2 separate regions of the Sus scrofa genome follow, and region 1 is linked to region 2. The links are chromatin contacts, called in public HiChIP or PLAC-seq maps. All regions are on one chromosome and are shown on one strand. Each heading gives the region's core, a stretch centred on a gene start, on an enhancer-like site or on the middle of the called end of the contact. The rest is flanking DNA. Distances are from core to core; before and after follow the strand shown.

What was found. HiChIP or PLAC-seq counts read pairs in DNA pulled down with a chosen protein or histone mark.
Region 1: a contact with region 2 is called in an H3K27ac HiChIP or PLAC-seq map of skeletal muscle. The contact joins the promoter of PENK here to the enhancer-like site in region 2. A contact is called at or near these places in 11 of 47 Hi-C or Micro-C datasets (embryonic fibroblasts, epiblast stem cells, fibroblasts and 6 more) and 1 of 2 datasets of contacts at active chromatin or transcription factors (skeletal muscle).

What each region holds. Positions count from the first base shown.
Region 1 is chr4:75,524,058-75,530,231 of Sscrofa11.1, reverse strand. PENK (proenkephalin-A) reads right to left here and starts at 4,735. Exons shown (of 3, transcript XM_003125621.5): 1 at 4,505-4,735; 2 at 3,918-4,059; 3 at 1-881. The coding sequence starts at 4,055. The coding sequence ends at 219.
Region 2 is chr4:75,475,541-75,482,170 of Sscrofa11.1, reverse strand. No RefSeq gene overlaps it. Among named protein-coding and RNA genes, the nearest start is that of PENK, 47 kb to the left of the region's middle. Within about 2 kb of position 4,265, at least 9 of the 83 cell types and tissues checked have an H3K27ac peak or open chromatin away from gene starts, as enhancers often do. A contact at or near this core is called in retroperitoneal adipose tissue, skeletal muscle and subcutaneous adipose tissue, where this site is marked.

The sequences.
Region 1 (6,174 bases), core at 3,486-5,985, 48 kb before region 2:
AGGACCTGAAAGGACAGCTTTCAGATTGTGTAGTGAATTTTGCAATCAAGTCAACCACAGAAGGCAAGCAGCACAGGACAGTAAAACACAACAGCCTAGCAGTGTCTCACTGGGGGATAGAGGAAGGCTTGCGGCGGCGGGGGGGCGGGGGGGGGGGAAAGAAGGGGGGGGAAGAAACAGGGGGCGGGGGGGGTTGGGCTCCCTGCTGGGAAAGGGGATCAGAATCTCATAAATCCGCCATATCTTTTCTCCATCTCGGGAACCTCCTTTGAGTAGCCTTCACCCTCTTCGTCCGAGGGCAGGGAATCGGCAAAGCGCTTGAGGAAGCCACCGTACCTTTTCTGATAGTCCATCCACCACTCCGGGCGGCCCACCCTCCGCATGAAGCCCCCGTACCGCTTCTGCAGCTCCTTGGCTTCGCCTTCCAGTTGGGGGCTTCTCTTGAGGCCTCTCATGAAGCCGCCGTACCGCTTGCTCACCTCTTCGTCCTCACTGCCTTCCTGGTGCAGGCTCCCGTCTCCGTGGTCCCCCGCTCGCAGCAGCTCCTTGAGCAGGTCGGAGGAATTGCCCAGACCGTCGTCTTCCTCTGCATCCTTCTTCATGAAGCCGCCGTATCTCTTGCCGAGGATTTCACCTCCATTGGCCTCTTCCTCCGGCTCCGCGGGATACAGCTCATCCATTTTCTTCATGAAGCCCCCATACCTCTTCATGAAGCCCCCGTACTTCTTGGCTAGCAGGTGGCCTTCCTCCTGTTTGTCACTTTCTCGGTGGGCGCTGGTGCCATCGGGCGGGAGCTCCAGCTTGGACAGCTGCAGAAGCTCCTTGCAGGTTTCCCAGGTCTTAAGAGAAGGCAGTTTCCCCTCACATTCCAGTGTGCAAGCCTGGAGAAAGAATTCGATTTACTGATAAAAAGAAGCTTTTCTGATTTCATTAAGTAAATACATTTTGGGAGGCGGTGGGGGGGGGGAACGGCTGCACTATGTTTGCTCTGACATGGAAGCTCCCATATAATAATGCATTTTTCTTGCAACAACTTTTTGTCCTACTGAACAGGCCAATCCAAGGAAACTCAAAACGGGAGATTGTGGAGAATTAATGGGATCAAATTAGAATTTTTCTTTGAATTTTAACAGATGCTGTGCCATTGCAATAGTGTAAAGATATTTTTTTCCACCCAATTTTAACCTAGATTGGCTACCTGCACAACCTTATGTCATTGGATCATTTGCCATTGTTGATTTCATTTTGTTTAAGGTTTTTCTCACCAAAAGGGAGAACTTTCTCTTTACCCAATTAGGGACATTATCCCCAAATTTATTTTATTGTCTTACAGATAAAATCAAGGTTTAATATAAATTTGTTTACATTATTGCATTAATATTTTACTTGGAAGGATACCCTGTATTCCTGTGAACAGTTTCAAATTTTAAGGAAAAGCAGCAATTTCAAAATAAGTTTGAAAATAAAGACACAGTAAAAACTCAATTTAAATCCTACAAATTATTGGAATTATGATATATTGATTTGCTGAAAGTAGAAGCTTTACTTTCCCTCCTTAACTGATTGATAGGTATAATCATCTTGAACTAAATGTCTGTAGGGATGAGGTCTGATATAAAATTAAACATATGCAAATGTTCAAATAACTCATGTTTCTTTTCGTAATATTTAACCAGTCATTGGCATACAGAAAAAGTCTTTTCCAATGGAAATCATGTTATTCGACAAAATAAGAATGATCAGTTTACAATTCTTTCTTTTTTTATTATATAAAAGTTAAATTCTAATAGTAAGACATAGGCTATATATTCTAATAATATTAAAATTCCCTTCTACTCAATAGGTCACTTGGATATGACGAAGTGTGTGCTAATGTTACATGAACATTTGTAAAGTCCATATCTTATTTCTTAGCAATTCAAGGGGTTTTATGGCCTCTGAAAGTCTACCTATAGAACCTAGTTAACAACCCTTGATTTAGGCATTAAAAACCTGGCCCTTTCTTGGGATTTAAAAATATGGTATGTTACTTAATATGAAATACATAGATTTTATTTTCACTACGAAAGAAAGCAATCTAATAGTGCAACAAAAGTCTTTAGGGTATATATTTAACCAACTCTTAATGATTATTTAAGCTTTGTGTCTAAGAAAATTAAATATATGCCTATGCAAAAATCTAAAGATCTAAATAAAATGGCCCTGTTTTATTCTTGATATCTGATTAAGAAATCTACACATCATGAAAAATTTGAGATGTTCAGGTGTCAATATTTCCATTCTAAAATGAAATTTGCATGATCTCTTTGCCAAAAATTAATGTTGAATATTTTGTATCCTATTGCCAAAAGCCTTCTTTCATGTTGAGATTCCTTCAAAGACAAATAATGGCAAATAATCAGAATAACACAGTCATATTGAAGAATACTCTGTTTTAGATGGTAAAGTCAACTTGGACACTAGTTGTGGCAGGCCTGCTCATCTTTGCATCCAGCACAGAACGAGCACAAGTGTCTTTCACATGGTAGAAGCCCAATAAATATTCGTTATGTTGACTTTACCACATAGTTCTGGCTAGGCAACATCATTTTTCATATGTCTTTTCCATCCGAGTGAAAATTCTAGAGCTCCTGTAATCGCAACAATACAGTTATCGGCAAGCTTTCTGTCCTAAAGAAAATAACAGCTCTAAATAAGACCCAATGCAAACCCCACCAGTTAAGCAAATAACAAATCAGAAAGAAAAAAAAAAAAGATGAAGGGGACTGTTCCCCCCTATTGACAATGTGACACTTTCTTCAGAGTTTAAATATAATGCCCTCCCCTGTATCTTGTCAAATGAAAGGGGTCATGTAATCCAAGTGGAACAAACATTTAATGGGAAATAAATGCCCTGAGTTCTGTGGAATCTTTCCTTTGATTTTTGTCCTTATTTTAGGGATCGACATAACAAAACTGCTTTGGAGGCTCTAGGGAGGAACTTAACTCTTTGGATTAGTACATTATTCTCTGCTGAACTTTTTAAGTCATTCCAGAATTTCGACAAATTGTGAAGAGAGTGCAGAGGAGTCATAGGGGTGGGGGATCGTGAAGCTGAAGCTTCCTGAGATTCTGACGCAGTGGAGCAACGACTGCGATTAGAATGACAGTTCTTCTGCCCTTAGATTTTCCCCCAAGCCCCTGCGTAATTTATCTTGGCATCCTTACCGCCTCTTTGGACTCCCACCTCTCCTGTGCCAAATTAAACTGTTGTCTTAGTAGGGGTTACAAGGTGCATTCTTGTACCTTGTACAAGACAGAGGTTGGATGCCAGAACCGCTCGCCTGTGAAACAGTCTCTGACCTCTTCCTCTCCTACTGTGCTCTCCCTTCCTCCTCTCCCTTTATCCCTGCCCCATCCCCTTGCTCTCTTCTACCCAAGGGTGACGCTCAGGGCCTGAGGGACCTGAGGTTAAAAGTGCTAGAGAAAGGACATTCAAAGAAAGGCGATAAAATATCACAAATGAAAAATGTCAACATTATTTGCAAGTAGGATGGAAAGATGTGTGTGGAAGGGGCCCTTGGTGGCCTATGTGAGGAGGCAGGGTGACTGAGCGGCTTCCTTGGGGCAGGTGAGGTGACAACCCAGTGCTCTCCGAGGTGCTGAAAAGAGCAGAGCTCGGGGTTCCTGCATTCCCGGGGTTGAAACAAACTTGGTTTGCGTGGAGACACCGCCGCCCTTACCGGGCCCTAGATAGTCGTGGGTCCCGAAAGCCGAGAGCTACAGCAGGACCTTGGTCAGCATTTGGGGAACAGTCGGGGACAGCTGGGTCATCAGGGGTCTGCGCCGATTGTGACCACGAGATGCCTCGCGGGGCGGGCCCGGGCTGCCGGCGCAGGGTCGCGGTTAGCCGCTCCTGCGCCGCGCACAACACTCACCAGAGGGTTGAGGTCGGTTGGGCGCGCCAGGCGGTAGCTGCACGTCGCACAGTCCTGGCTGCATTCTGCCCTCACGGTCGCCAGGAGCCCGGGGCTGAACGCCAGCAGCCAAGTGCAGAGTCGCAGGAACGGCGCCATGGGGCTGCGGGAAGAGGGCACAGGAGCTGCGAAGCTGCGGAGGCGCAGAGCAGGTCCTTGCGGGGGGAGGACCCTTCGCCGAGCAGCCCCAAAGGGGGGTTTGGCGAACCCGAGCTCGCCGGGACACTCTTTCCTGGGGCCCCCGCCCGCCCAGGGGACCCCTCCGATGGCCTCGCGGTTCCCGAGTTGTCACTGTAGCCCGGAGACCAGGGCGCCCGGGGCATTCGCTCTCTTTCCAGGCAGCCGCGGTCCGGGGCAGGATTTTGGAGCGGACTAAAGAGACCAAATTCAAGAGCGCAGGAACCCGAGGAGGCGCGACATTGACCCGGGTCACAAACAGGGAGCGGAAGAAAGTTGGGGAGTCCCATGCAATGAAACGCGGGTAAAACGCAGCTGGTGAACGGCCCCAACCCCACTGAGCAAAGCGAGCTTTGGCCAAGTTGACTCACGATGAGGCTGCTCGGAGCGCAGGATGGTCAGAGAGCGCACGTCCCGGGCGGACTCTGGACGGAGAGGAGAGGCGAGCAGGCTGGAGGCAGCCGGGGCTGACCGTCGCGGTCCTCGGCGTCGCCGCGGCTGCAGCCCAGGGTCCGGGCGCCTGCCTCGCCTGCCTCCCTCGCCGGCCGGGTTGCGGCGGCCGGAGCCACTTTATAATTCGCCCCCGAGCGCAGGAGGCTGCGCGCCCCAATCGCCGGCGGGCTGTCGCTGACGCAGGCCCTACGCCGGCCGCGCGCCGCCCCCGCCGGAAGGAGGGTCCCGGCCCGGGCTGGGGGACGCGCGTGGCGTCCCAGCCCTCGACTGGGTGACACACCAAGGCAGTCAGGAAAGTTGGGGAGAGAGTGGGATGTGATCACGTTCCCCCGCGCATAGTCCCTGCAGTCACCCTCCCTGGGCGCGGGCTCCGGGCAAGAGGCCAGGTGTGGGGGTGTCAGCAGGATGGACGGATTTAGATTCTGGAATCGGCTGGAGACCCTCCTGGAGCGCCCCCGCGGTCCCGGCGGGCACCAGGCACAGCCGCCCAGACGGTCGTCACTTGCCGGCCGGCCTGTCCCCACACTACACTTCCCTCCTAACAGCGTCAGGCGCGTAGTAGGAGCTCAGCTGACCGTTAAAGGAATGAATGAAACTTTCCGGGAATCTTAAAATCTCGGGACGGAGTTTTCCCCTTTCACAATCATGAGACCCCCTACCCGAGCGCGCACGCGGTAAAGCCCACGCTTGGGGAGCGGCATTCCCAGCTGGTCGCATGCTTTGCGGTCACCGCCGGAGGGGACCCGCCTTCACCCCGCTCCCCAGGTGGGCCTCCAAGTCAGGGGCTGGCTGCCTCGAGCGCTCTGCCCAGGGTCTTGGGAGATTTCCACGAATGAGAGGGTTTGTGGGGCCGGGGCGATGTTGAGGGAGAGGTGTGTGGGGGGTGCGGTACCCGGGGCGTAGAGGCCCTAGGGCGCGCACATCGACTTGGCTGAGGACGCGGGTAGAGCGTTGATGGCGGAAGCTGGGGCTGTGGATTGAGATCTGATCGCTCTCCGAGCGCTGCAGAAGATTATCTAAAGCAAACCATTTACCTGGCCTGAGGCCTCAGTTTCCCCATTTGGAAAATAGAGACATAGGTAATGAGGGACAGAGATACTGAGGAAGAACAGGGGCAGGAGCTATTCATAGGGTTCCGGAGACTTGCAGATGAAACCATGAGCCCGAACACTTAGCCTTTTGCCCGCACAGAGCAAGCCCTAAAAACCACGCGTCCATCTACTTTTCCATTTGTCTATCATTTACCTACTCCACATTTATTGTCTAGTATGTATGTATGCATATATGTATGTATGTATGTATGTATCTATCTATCTATCTACCTACCTATCTATCCTGGTCATAGAGGGAAACCACAATGCCCCAGAGCCCACACCTAGAGAAGGAATCCGCGTACTTTCCCAGTCACAAGCCCTTCGCAGGATCCGCCGCCACAGGACTCCTCCGACCTCGGGCCGCGCTGCGTCTCCCACTTTGGTCGCCAGAGGGCAGCGCCCTCCTGCGTAGGTCTGGGTGCGGGCGAGGGGTCCCAGCGCGCCAGCCGCGGACACGCACCTGAGTGGCCTCGGAGCTGCACCCGCGCCCCGCC
Region 2 (6,630 bases), core at 3,016-5,515:
ATGATGGAGGATGATGTGAGAAAAAGAATATATATATATGTATGTATGACTAGGTCACTTTGTTGTACAGCAGGAATTGACAGAACATTGTAAATCAACTATAATTAAAAAATAAGAAAGAAAAGAAAAAGAAAAGTTACTTAAAGTCCCAGCTTCCAACATAAGTTTAATGATTGGGCATAGTTTTCTGATCTTTGCTTCTAATCATTATTTTCTAACCCACGGCTGAAAGTATTTTATGGTTTTTCATTTCTCCATGGAACATTAAGCTTTCTATTTTATTATCATCTTTATGAGCCCTATTTTCATGGCTGCATGTTGTTCCACTGAGTAAACTAAAGCATAGTTTATCTGTAATAGTATTAAGAACCATCATTACTCGAGTGCCATTTGAATATCAGGCTCTAGATATTTTATAGACTTTTTTTAAAATAAATCTTTCAACAATCCTGAATTTTTTGCCTCTCTCCCCACTTCAGAGACAATCCTGAGGCTGCATCTGCTGCACCACGTTATTCCAGCTTTCACTGCCTAACTAACAAGGTGATGTCTACATTTGCATTAAGTGTTTTAAAACCGATTTTTTTTTTCTTTTCTAAGGGCAGTTTTGGCAGGTCTTCTTGACACACCTCATTATTACAAACAGAAGAAAGGATGAAGCAACTCAAGCTCTGAAAAGGGGGGAACCTTGAGGAACCTGGGGATCATTGCTTAGGTCCACAGCAGAAACAAGGCTCCAGTGTCTAACATCCATCCGGATAATGTCCTTTCCTGTCCCTTGTGCCGATTATTAACTACTGTTATGCTATTAGTCAACATTATCTCTTTTCCTCAAGACAATTTCAGAGTCATCATGAAGATGTCCCAGACCAGTTTCTAGTGGAAAGTAGAATTTCTCAGTCTAAGCTGGTTTTTCACCCAGGTGGGTCAGCTCTGAGTTGGGCTCCATCGTTAAGATGACACATTTCCAGGTGAATCAATCTGGGACCAACACTGGGGACCGGGAAGATGACAGCTGCTCAGTCACCCACCTACAGCCCAGCTGTGGACCTCCTACTGAGTTAAAGTTGGGCAAAACCACTGCAGGGGGTACTGCTCTCCTGGGGGAAGGACATCATTGATGACTGTCGCTATTTGCAGATAACCGTGCCGAGGCTCCTTGCCTGAAAAAAGAGAGAAAGGTATCATCCCAGGACCATTCTAGAGACACTTTTTTTCTCATCAGAGAAATCTATAACTACTTTCATCTCCAGAGTGATGCTGCATTTCTTAAGCCATATACTTGTCTTTATACCATTGCACAAGAAAAAAAAAAAGAGTAAGTTGTGGATCTATTGTTGAGCTAGGAATTCAAATAATTGATGTCAAAGGGAGGTAAACATGCATAAAGGAGCTGCAGGTAGAAAAGAAAAATTGCAGCTTAAAAACTGAGGGAAGGAACACTGAACTCTCTGTGTATAATTAAAAATTATACCACTTGGAACACAATTACAAAAACAAATTGCACCTGAATCTTTTGTGTCCAATTATATGATTTAATACAGCAGATTTTTTAAAAATCACTGCTCATTGTTATCCATGCATCAAGCATTAACCCCCCAATGGTATTTGTAAGCGTCCATTTTTATTATAGAAGAGAAATAATGAAGGCTATTGTAATTAACTTTTTCATGACTCAAAAATTCTGAGTAATGTAAGCACCTGCTAATGTGACACACAGAATAATATGGTATCTTTAAAAATACTGGCAATTTAAAATAATTTGATAACCCATGGTAAATGAGAGTACCTAGGAAGAAAATTTCTGGAACCATCGTAGGCAAGATTAAGTACAACTTATAAAAATTAAACTTCTGCTCACAGCTTTTTTTTGAAGGACGTGCGTGACTCAAAGAAACCAATTCATGGTGAGGCTGGCAGATGTATAAATTAAAGTATCTGTGCAATATTGAAAGTAATAGTGCCTCTTTGATGGCTTCCATTTGAGGCCCAGGTATAGCCCTTATTTCCATGATAGCCATCCAGATAAAAATGTGCTAACGGAATCAGAAATTCTAAGACTCAGTAAGACGTCCCCTTTTTCCTGATTCTCCTCCAAAGCAGCTATCATTTCTATGGTGTTCCTGTAATTCTCTTTGTTGGAAAAAACAAACAAACGAACATCTGGCGACATATTAATTTTGAACCAGGCTGAGGCTATCGCCTTGTTTGATCAAAATGATGGCTGAATTTTTTAATTTGACTTTTTTCTCAGAGATGATATGCTAAAATCTAGGTTTTGCTTAGCATTGAAATTTCCAGTCAAATGGATGGGGGATAGAATACACTGGTTGGGAGCTGTCTCATCATTTGACGTGGATGTGGTCTTAGGAGCGAGTCGGAGGCCTATTGGTTGACGAGGAGATGTTCCTGGATGGAGTTACTAGGAAACAGAAGATCTGAATTCTGGTTTCAGCCCTGTTGCTCATCCGTTGAGGGACTTTGGGAATCTGCTGGCATCGTGTAAGCCTCGTTTCTTCGTAGTTAAAGAACACAGTGAGCCCTGCCACGGTGAATCATGCTTCAATGTGGGTGGCCTGCTATTGTTTTAAAAAATGGTGCAGGTTGGGATCCAATGTATGTGTTTTTTATATAAACGAGTAATATCAGGCTTCTGATTCTTATGGGTATACAGTGGATAGTGCTTTGTTGCAGGGTGAAATGTTTACAAGAGGTGTCTGACGGGCAAAGCCATAAATGTGGAATGAGCCACCTTACGAGGAAAGCTGAGGGACTGGGGCAGTCTGGCTGCTGCAGGCAGCTGCCTACCTCACTCTTGCCTACACCTCTGCCCTGACCTGCCACGGTACCTGGTTCCCAGTGCAGGGTTAGTAAGGATTTGTTGAGCAAAGGGACCGATATGGCACTGATGCTTTCTTTGCTGTGCCTAATTGTCTGGAGGCCCTGGGCCCCTCCGAATCTCCCCAGTTTGCACCTGTTCTGATGCAGTGGCTCTGCCGAGCATGTGCCTTGCCTTGGCCAGACATGCTTTTGGTTTAGTTTGTTTTCTCTTTCATCTGCAGTTGCTTGGAAATTGCGGGGATGCTTATAGTTGACTATACTGGTGTCAAACATAAGTGCTTTCCGTTCTTAACTCTCACTGGACCTGGGACCAAGGATAAGTCATTTAAGCTGGGACCATGGCGACTTTCTCATCTACAAAGTAGAAATATCCTCAATGCTCTCTGCATTGAGAATTTCTAGTTCTTACGGCTTGTCACTGTAAGACACCCCTCTAAATCATTCCTGTCCTATCATAGTGTTTGATGATTTCGGTTCAATGACATTGAGATGAATGACCATGTCTCTTTTTTGCTTTAACAGTAACAAATGACTTTATCACATTTTTGTTGTTGTTGTTATTAGAAAGCTTGAAGGAAGTAGATGGGGATAATATTTGGGGTTTTCTCTTTCCTGCAAGTTGATTTTCTCACTCTGCATCCCTGGGGCAGGACAGACTTCCTTTGGATGGGGACATTATAACACAGTGTCTCCTTGACAGGTCCCTTCTGGCCAGAGGCTTGTGGGAGGGAAGGCAGGCAGCCACTGAGCCTCCGAGTGCTGTGTTACTCATGTGCTGGGCCCCCACTTTAGAGACGGGGCTCTGGGTGGACCAGAGCAAAGCTGAAGGCTTGGCTTCATTTGCCCCTTGGGATCTGGGCGTGTCCTGGGAGCATCCTGCAGCCACATCTGAGTAAAGAAAATGGCAGTTGGGCATATTTAGGCAGAGGTGTCTAGTGCTAGTGACCATGGGCTTGCTTTGACCTTGGGTGGCCTGGAAAAGTCTCATGAGAAGGCATCAGGAGGAGGGACAGGGTGGCTGATGTTGAAACCACTAGGTGAGCACAGCGGGCTTGCATAGAGGGTGTCGTGATCCCATTGTCGACGGCTGCAGGGTAGGTGGAAGGGGAGACCCATCCCCTGTGAGAACCAAGGCAGGGCTGTGCCGGCTGCTGAGAAGGAGGTCAGTCCCACAGCGGAGATCTCGAGACGCCTGGGCGGGGATTCAGGAGCAGAGGTGAACAGTGTGGGCATTTGCCAGAACCCTGCATTCCGCCTTGCTCTCACGGAGCTCACCAAGGGCCCTGCAGCAGACCCAGTGCCTGCCTGACCTCCAGACCTCCGGCCGTGGCCCCCTGGTCCACCAGGGACCGAGGAAGCTCAGACATCCCCACCCCCACCCGCCAGATGCAGTCCAGGCAGGACAAGGGGGAAGGAAGGAGACCATCGGAAACCTTAGGGCCTCGCTGTCATGTGAACTGCTGAGTTTCAAAGGCCTTTCCCTGCTCAGTGTCCAGCGGGTGGATGGGGTGGAGACGAAAGGAAGAAAGATGAGAGGCAGAAAATGGACAAGACAGATGTCCGGGGCCCACCTCAGAGGAAGGGGGTGGCATTTCAGTCCAGCCACAACAGGGCCTGCAGGGGAGGCTGGCCTGCCTTACCTGCCCCCCACCCCCACCCCAGGAGTGAGCCTGTGTCTTCCTGGGCAGTGTCACCCTGGCAGGTGGCCAGAGCCCCGCCGTGCTGGGGGGAGGGGAAGGGATCATGGAGCTCCCACTGAGCTCCCTCTGTGCACAGAGGGGACAGGGGCTTTGAAGACCTGCAGCCCTAAAGGCTCCCTGTTCCAGCCTCCATCCGAGCCGTTGTTTTCTGTCAAAGAACTGCACTAAATAAGAGAAAGAGGTAACTCTCGTGCCTGCCTACTGTTCTCCTTTCTGGATCTGCAGCTGGTTGCTAAAAGGCGCACTGGTTTTCCTGGGTGGAGATGGGAAAGTGACAGGTCCCTGAGTGACCTAGGAAGGAACTGATCTGGAAACAGCAGGAAACTTGTGCGATGAGTTTGATTCCAAAGTCTCTTAGAATTAAGGTGAATTTATTTAAAAAAAAACACAAAGGGTCTTTGATGTCCTGTCACAACTGTAATGCTGGGCAATGGCCTCGGGTCCTCTTATTGGGAAAGACCCCCTGTGATGAGGGGTCAGTGCTGAGGAGGCAGGACTGATGCTGGGGGGGAGAGGAATGCAGCTTTTGAACTCCCTGTGCTGGAACACGTCCTTGGCAAAGCCTGGTGATCTCATGAGAAGAATAACCGTCGTTCTTTTTTCCCCACGAGGCAAAACAGATGCTGTTTCTATGACGACACACTCACTCTTGGCCCAGCATCCATTTCTACAGCCGAACAAGCAACTCTTCCTGGGCCAGATGTCCCCGTGTGGTGGGGACAGCACACCCTCCCCCCACCGGGTGAACCTTAGGCTGTTGAACCTTCAACACCAAATTTCAGCTGAGAGATGAGAACCTGCAGGAGACAGAGGAGCCCAAGTTCAGCCCAGGCCTGGTGCCAATGAGGAGCCAGGGGAAGGGGGGCCCATCGGGTCCCTGGTCTCCTGGGAAGGTGGCAGTGCAGGTGGTGCTTTAGAAAGTGGCTTTGAGAGTGCCAGCAGGCTCTGTGTTGTTTCTTAAGACTGTCAGGGGCTCTGCAGTGAGGCTGTCCCTGTGCCCTGAAGCACTTGGTGACAGTGATGGCCAGTGCGGGGCAACTTGATGGGTTAACCGAGGGTTTGCTTGATTGGTCCATGTGAGGATTATTCTGCATGCCTCCCCCTTTGGTCCCAGGTAGGCAGGGCATCCCTCCAGGGCTGGCATCCTGTGTGTTTGCAGATGAGGGCTGGCTGCCTGGAGGTCACTCCCCACCTTGTCCAGCAGGTGGGCTGCCATCCACCGTGGAGCAGTGACACACCTGTGGCCCCTCTGCTTTGGTGATGTCCACATCTCCTGCTTCCCCCAGTGTGTTTCCCGGATCAAGCATTTCCAAGGAGCAGTTTCTCTCCTCTGGAAAATTTTCTTATTCTCTGTCTAGACACATTCTTCAAGTCTAGACAGAAACCAGATTCTCCCGGATGCCTCTGCGGAAGATGCCAGCCTGTGATAACTTTTCCTCCTTCTCAGTGCCAGTTCGTCTTGTACAGATGTCCCATAGACTTGCCTGTATCGTGGTACCAGAAATAATTATCTTGCTTTTACATTTTTCTGTCTAAAATGCAAGCATCGTGCCTTCTACTTTCTCAGATGCTCCTAGACCAGCGCGGCATATGGAAGGGGATCCACATGGGTTGGGTTTTAAAATGGTCTGAGATTCTGGAAGACTGTGTTACAGTGTAATGTGTGTGTGGTTTGTGTGTGTGTTCATCTGTGTTACATCTATGTGTGTGTAATTCGTGTGTGTGTGTGTGTGTGCATCTGTGTGTGTGTGGGGGGGATGGACTGACCCTTCCCGGTCCAGGTCTCAGGATATAGGTTTAGACAACGGAGAGTTCAGACACATCTCCTGAAATATCTACAGAATTGTTGCCTTTGGTATATTGGTTAAAGGCAACAGGGCTATAGATAGTCTCCAGAGTGGTTTGTTTTATGCGGCCTTTCCCACCCCCGCCAGCTTGTGGGAGTAAGGACAGGAACCTCGACCCCCATCGATCTCTGTATCCCCAGGACCCAGCACAAAGCCAGCACACTCATCAGGGTGGATGACAGCTTGCAGGAGGCATCATTCTTTCCCCTCCCCATCGTCCTACCTCGGCCCCAAACGAGAAA